2 separate regions of the Mus musculus genome follow, and region 1 is linked to region 2. A link is a contact called in public capture Hi-C data. All regions are on one chromosome and are shown on one strand. Each heading gives the region's core, a stretch centred on a gene start, on an enhancer-like site or on the middle of the called end of the contact. The rest is flanking DNA. Distances are from core to core; before and after follow the strand shown. Region 1 has its middle 3.8 kb from the start of Rsad2. Region 2 has its middle 26 kb from the start of Gm36723.

What was found. Capture Hi-C pulls out chosen DNA fragments and counts their contacts.
Region 1: a capture Hi-C map of macrophages shows a contact between it and region 2, with 5 times the contacts expected there. The contact joins two enhancer-like sites. A contact is called at or near these places in 2 of 9 other capture datasets (liver and macrophages).

The regions. Positions count from the first base shown.
Region 1 is chr12:26,458,950-26,461,649 of GRCm38.p6, forward strand. No RefSeq gene overlaps it. Among named protein-coding and RNA genes, the nearest start is that of Rsad2, 3.8 kb to the left of the region's middle. Within about 2 kb of position 1,407, at least 97 of the 459 cell types and tissues checked have an H3K27ac peak or open chromatin away from gene starts, as enhancers often do. A contact at or near this core is called in macrophages, where this site is marked.
Region 2 is chr12:25,328,909-25,331,608 of GRCm38.p6, forward strand. No RefSeq gene overlaps it. Among named protein-coding and RNA genes, the nearest start is that of Gm36723, 26 kb to the right of the region's middle. Within about 2 kb of position 1,318, at least 42 of the 459 cell types and tissues checked have an H3K27ac peak or open chromatin away from gene starts, as enhancers often do. A contact at or near this core is called in macrophages, where this site is marked.

The DNA.
Region 1 (2,700 bases), core at 157-2,656, 1.1 Mb after region 2:
ACTGGACTTCCAGAGCTTTAGGAGTAGGCTGCTTAGAAAGAAACGCACCTTGGCAAAGTCCCATCCCATCATGGATGACGATGTCACGGGAACTGCATCACGCAGCCCCCTCTTTCAGTTAACCTTAAACTTCCCATATATCCTAGCATTTCCCAGGGTCACTTGAGTTAATGGGAGCAAGGAGGGGTCACAGCTACACACCAAGTGGAGGTCTTGTGACATTTCCCCACTGCTTTCCACTACGGCACATCAATAGCTCTCCTCTGTTATTACAGACTTGGATATCACTGAATTGCTTTTCCTGATTGGGGAATAAGAAAAATCTTTGCTCCAAAATGGCAATGAGGTGAATCTGTTCTGCTCACAGAAGGAAAGACCATACTCATTTGTACACCTTACAACTGGGGGAACCTGAATTTGATTCCCAGAACCTATGTAAATAATGGCATGTTTGATATCACCTGACTGAAATCCCAGCACTGGGGATATGGAGACAGCCAGAGCCTAGGACTTGCTAGGCAAGCTCCAGCAGGTCTACCTGCTTTTGCCTTCCCTGTTGCTAGGACTGTAGGCACAGGCTGCCATACCTGGCTTTTTATGTGGGTGCTAGAGATCTGAATTCAGGTCTTCATGCCTCATGGCAATTCTTTACCAACCAAGTCATATCCTCAGGCCTCATTTTCACATTTTCTTAAGAAGTGTAATAGACTTCTGAATTAGACTGTACTAGATTCATTTTTTATCAGAATGTTGTTTATATATGTCTGTGAAAAGTGAAAAAAATCTGGTGGTTGATTCTTGGGTGTGGTTCTGTACTCAGATGTTGCTGCTTAAGTTCTGTACTGAGGAGCTGGGTGATGCTGCTGAGGTACTATGCTCAGGGTCTGGGTGATGCTGCTGAGGTACTGTGCTCAGGGTCTGGGTGATGCTGCTGAGGTACTGTGATCAGGGTCTGGGTGATGCTGCTGAGGTACTGTGCTCAGAGTCTGGGTGATGCTGCTGAGGTACTGTGATCAGGGTCTGGGTGCTGCTGCTGAGGTACTGTGCTCAGGGTCTGGGTGCTGCTGCTGAGGTACTGTGCTCAGGGTCTGGGTGCTGCTGCTGAGGTACTGTGCTCAGAGGCTAGGTGCTGCTGCCGAGGTACTGTGCTCAAGGACTAGTTACTGCACTGTGAACTTCTACTTTCCTCAGTAAACATGTCCTGTTATCTTTGTGAAAAGGGAAAACACTCATTTTCCTGAAGCAACAGAACACTGCCTACCCTGAGCCATTGTTGTGGATGGAAACAGAAACTTCTGCTATTTTTGTACTAGGAAACTGAAAGTAAACTCTGCAGCACAGTCCTGGTGTTTAATGAGGTCAGTTATGCCACAGCCATCTGTTGAGGTCAGTTATGCCAGGGTCATCCGACTTGAGCCCTGGAAAGAGGTGGAAATAAAGGTGTTGCAATCTCTGGCACAACTTGAGAAATGCCTTCTGAAAGGTCACATAGCTATGATGTCGAGCTTTAGTGTGAGAGAAAATATTTCTGTGGTAGGTCCCGGCTAAGTTGGAATCACAAACTTTGGGGTAGATTTGGATACCTGCATGAGATTTATTTTTGAGTGTGTCATTCATTCCTCTATTCGGGCATGCTTCTCTCAAGCTGTTTTCCTTTTCTTTGAGGCTTACTGATTGAGATGGTCATGGGAAACTGCCATGTACCAATTTCATCAAGTGTGAATGAAATATAAATGTGATTGTCAAGTTGACTTGATTCAGTATCATATTTGGGGACGTCTGTTTTCTGTGTTTACGCAGGGAGTTGCATCTTAGTTCTATACCTAGCCCCTTGTCTGCCTGACCCTGTGTTATATCTGATAAACATGGATAGTCATGCCTAACTCACTCATGGCATTGTGATATCAAGGGGTCTGGTGCAGGTTAAGCACTAAGGGCAGAGCTTGCCATGGTAGAGTGAGGGATGTCTTCTCTGCTTCAGAGCCTGGCCCTGTGCTGCAGTTTGCTTGCTGATTCACAGCTTAGGACACTTATCTCACTCAGGGAGCAAGGTCTCAGTCAGGGTTTAAACACTGGCTACACTGCTTCATAACTGACTTCCATAATAGCATTACTCATCTTCTTGGTAAGAGTTCTCTGTGCAGGTTGGTTTCTTGCAATCATTCATCATTCATTCATTCATTCATTCATTCATTCAGGTACTCAGACAAACTTCAGTTTCTCATCTTCCTTTTCTTTGATGTGCATTGATTGAGATTCCTGTATGAAATTGTCATATAAAAATATGAACAATTGTGAGTAAAATATAAATGTGATGGTTATTGTCAACTTGACTGGATTCAGTGTCACGATGGAATATCTCTGTGTTTTCATATTCAGATGTTTCCAGGGAGCTTAACTGAGGAGGGAAGACCTTCTATGGATGTGAGTGGCACCCGTAGGCTGCAGCCCAGACTGAATAACACTGGAAAGAGGAGTTGAGCACCAGATTCCTCTCTCTCTGCTTCCTGACTGTGGACACAGTGGGACCAGCCCCTCATCACCTGCCTGTGTGCCTTCCCTACCATCTCCCATCATACCCTGAGCCAACAGGAATTCTTTTCCCCTTACATTGGTGCAGGTCATGGGCTTGACAACAACAGTCTGGAAAAGTAACTAATACAATGGAGGAAGTTACAGCTCTGCTGTCCAGAGCTCACA
Region 2 (2,700 bases), core at 68-2,567:
AAAGGATTCCATAACCTTGTGATTCAGCAATCATTGTGGTGGGCTGAAAGTTCACCCAGTGAATGTTTGAAGATTGTAATAAAGTGTTTGGCTGGGTCTTGTAGGAATTGCTGGAGGGAAAAGCATAGGTGTGAAGCAGAAATGTCAGTCCTGCCCTGCATACAGAAAGGCTTACAAATCATCTATTTTCTGTCTTTTAATTCCCACAGCCTGAGCCACTCCAGCCTCTGGGTGCTGGGCATAGCCAGTGGCTCTGATGTCCCCTTCCTCTGGGCTTTGACAAGCAGTCTCCCTCCCTCTACAGCTCCCTTCCCCAAAGCCTAGCACAGAGTGGGTAAAGGCTGCTGTGTGGAATGATTCCTGGGGAGAGTGGGGCAGGAAATGGGGAAAGGAGGAAATAAGGAAAGCCAAGCACCAGAGTCCCAGCTCTCTCCTCCATGACATGTGGCATGGGTCACCTTTTACCTGCATTTGGGTGTGGGCCATGCAGGATCAGAGGAAACCAGAGGTGGAGACTCTGGGTCTACCTTGACCCTGTTATTTATTTAGTGATGAAGGTTTTTTCCTTTCTTTTTTAAATCTCTGTACCATCCCGGAGAGGAGAGGTTGCACAGTGGCTTCCTGGCATCTTTTGAACCACACTCTGGGCATCTGCTTGTTGCTTGAGCTAATGGCTCTGTTCATCTGTGTGCTGTGAGATTTTGCAGCAGGTGGATTTCTGGGAGTTCCTCCCACAGAGTTTGTGACATAGCTCTAATGTCTGGGGAATGCAATCAAACCTCTTCCCAAGGCACACGTGGATATGTGCAGGACTCTTACAAACAATCTAACCTGACATATGCTAACCTTCCTCTGAGATGTCTCACCAGCAAACTCAGTACTAGCCAGACTGACTTCCAGCTGTCTTTGGCATCCGTATTTTGGGGAATATGTCTGAAGCAGGAGAGGAAGTAAATAAGTGAGGCCTTGATTCTGTGTAGGACTGGTGGTGGTCCAAGAAGAACCCAGATGAGGAATTGAGAAGGAGGAGAAAGAGGAGGAAGAGGGAGATGAGGAGGAAGAGGAGGAGGAGGAGGAGGTGGTGGCAGCTAGGTTTGGCCTCAGATGAAAGTCAAGATGAACCTGGTGGAGTAGGAGGAAGGAGGTCTCTCAAGCAAGTGAGAGAGGGACCAACAAGCCACAGATTAGCCTCTGACATTCAGAGTGGGAAGTGGTCCAGTTTATCGGTGGAGGCCTGGTGGTGCTAGACTTGAAGGCTGAGAGGATGTTGACAGAAATGGGGATGTGAGACTGGGCAGCAGACGGACATATCAGTGATTGTTGGCAGAAACCAGAGCATGACACTGGAGCTGGGTGGAACTGGGAGGAGCTTGGTGGAGCTGGGCAGGGAGCTGCTTAGAGATTTCCCTCTCCAAGGACTTTTGGTGGGAGTCCATTGTCCGAGTTTCATTTCTGTTTCTGTGATAAGATATCTTTACAGAAAGCAACCTATGGGAGAAAGGGTTCATTTTAGCTTACAGTCTGCTAGTCCATCGATGTGGGGAAGTCACAAGGTGAGGAACTTGAAGCTTCTGTCAGATCCAGAGTCAAGAGCAGAGAGGAAAGGCCTGCTTAGTACACTGTTGGCTTTCTCTACTCTTCTATAGTCCAAGGCCTGGACTTGGGGAGGGGCTACCCACTTTCTTATCAATTAAGGCAATCGAGACAATACTCCATAACATGCCCATGGGCTAACCTGATCTAGTCACTCTCTCACTGAGACTCTACATTGTGTCAAGTCAACAAGTAAAACTAACAGTCCCAGCTATGGAGCCAGAGCCACCATCAGCAGTCAAGGTGTGGGTCCGGACTGGACGAGGGTCACTGTCCTCAGGATTCATCCCTTAGAGTCATCTACCTTCCCTCCTATACCCAATCATCTACAGAGATTTCATCTACAGAGATTTAGCTTTTACCTGCTAATAACCACAGAAGTAGATTCCAGTATATTCCACAGGCCAGTATTCCATACCTTTGTAAGCCTTAGTAGACTAAACTCTATTTTAGACTTGTTTTAATTTATTAATTTGTTTTAATACTATTTTAGTATTTGTTTTAATTCCAAAGTAACTTTCCATTCATGAAAAATGAGGATTTGTCCTCTGTCACTCAAGAGGAATTCTCTTCTATGATGGGGATTTGTTTTTGATATCAGAATTTCTCAAAGTTAAGGGTAGATCTCTGGGGTGCTTTGGGGGTTTAAAGATTGTATAATTTTCTTTAAAAGTATAAAATTAATAATATGTAGTTAAATATGGAAGTTGAAATCTGTTGAGAATAGGAAAATCTCAATAAATTATACATTTTAAGAGTTAGTGTGCTGGTTCTGCCTTTATCACTGTGAAAAAGATTCTTGTGTTAAGTTATCAGAAGGAAGGTCTGTTTTGGTGTGGAGGACTGTACATAACTGTGCTGAAGCAGGGGCACATGGTGCAATATGCTGGCTATTTCATGGTGGACAGGAAGCAGACTAGAGACTCAATATCCTCATCCAGGACACACCTATGATGACCTAATTTCTTCGTAGAGGAAAACTTCTGAAGGTTTTAAACTTCCCTCAGAGTGTCATCCACTGAAAATAAAGATGTTAAAACATGGCCTCTGGTGAAAGAGTCCAGATCCAATTATAGCTGCCTGAGAAATGGTATGATCGTGATGGAA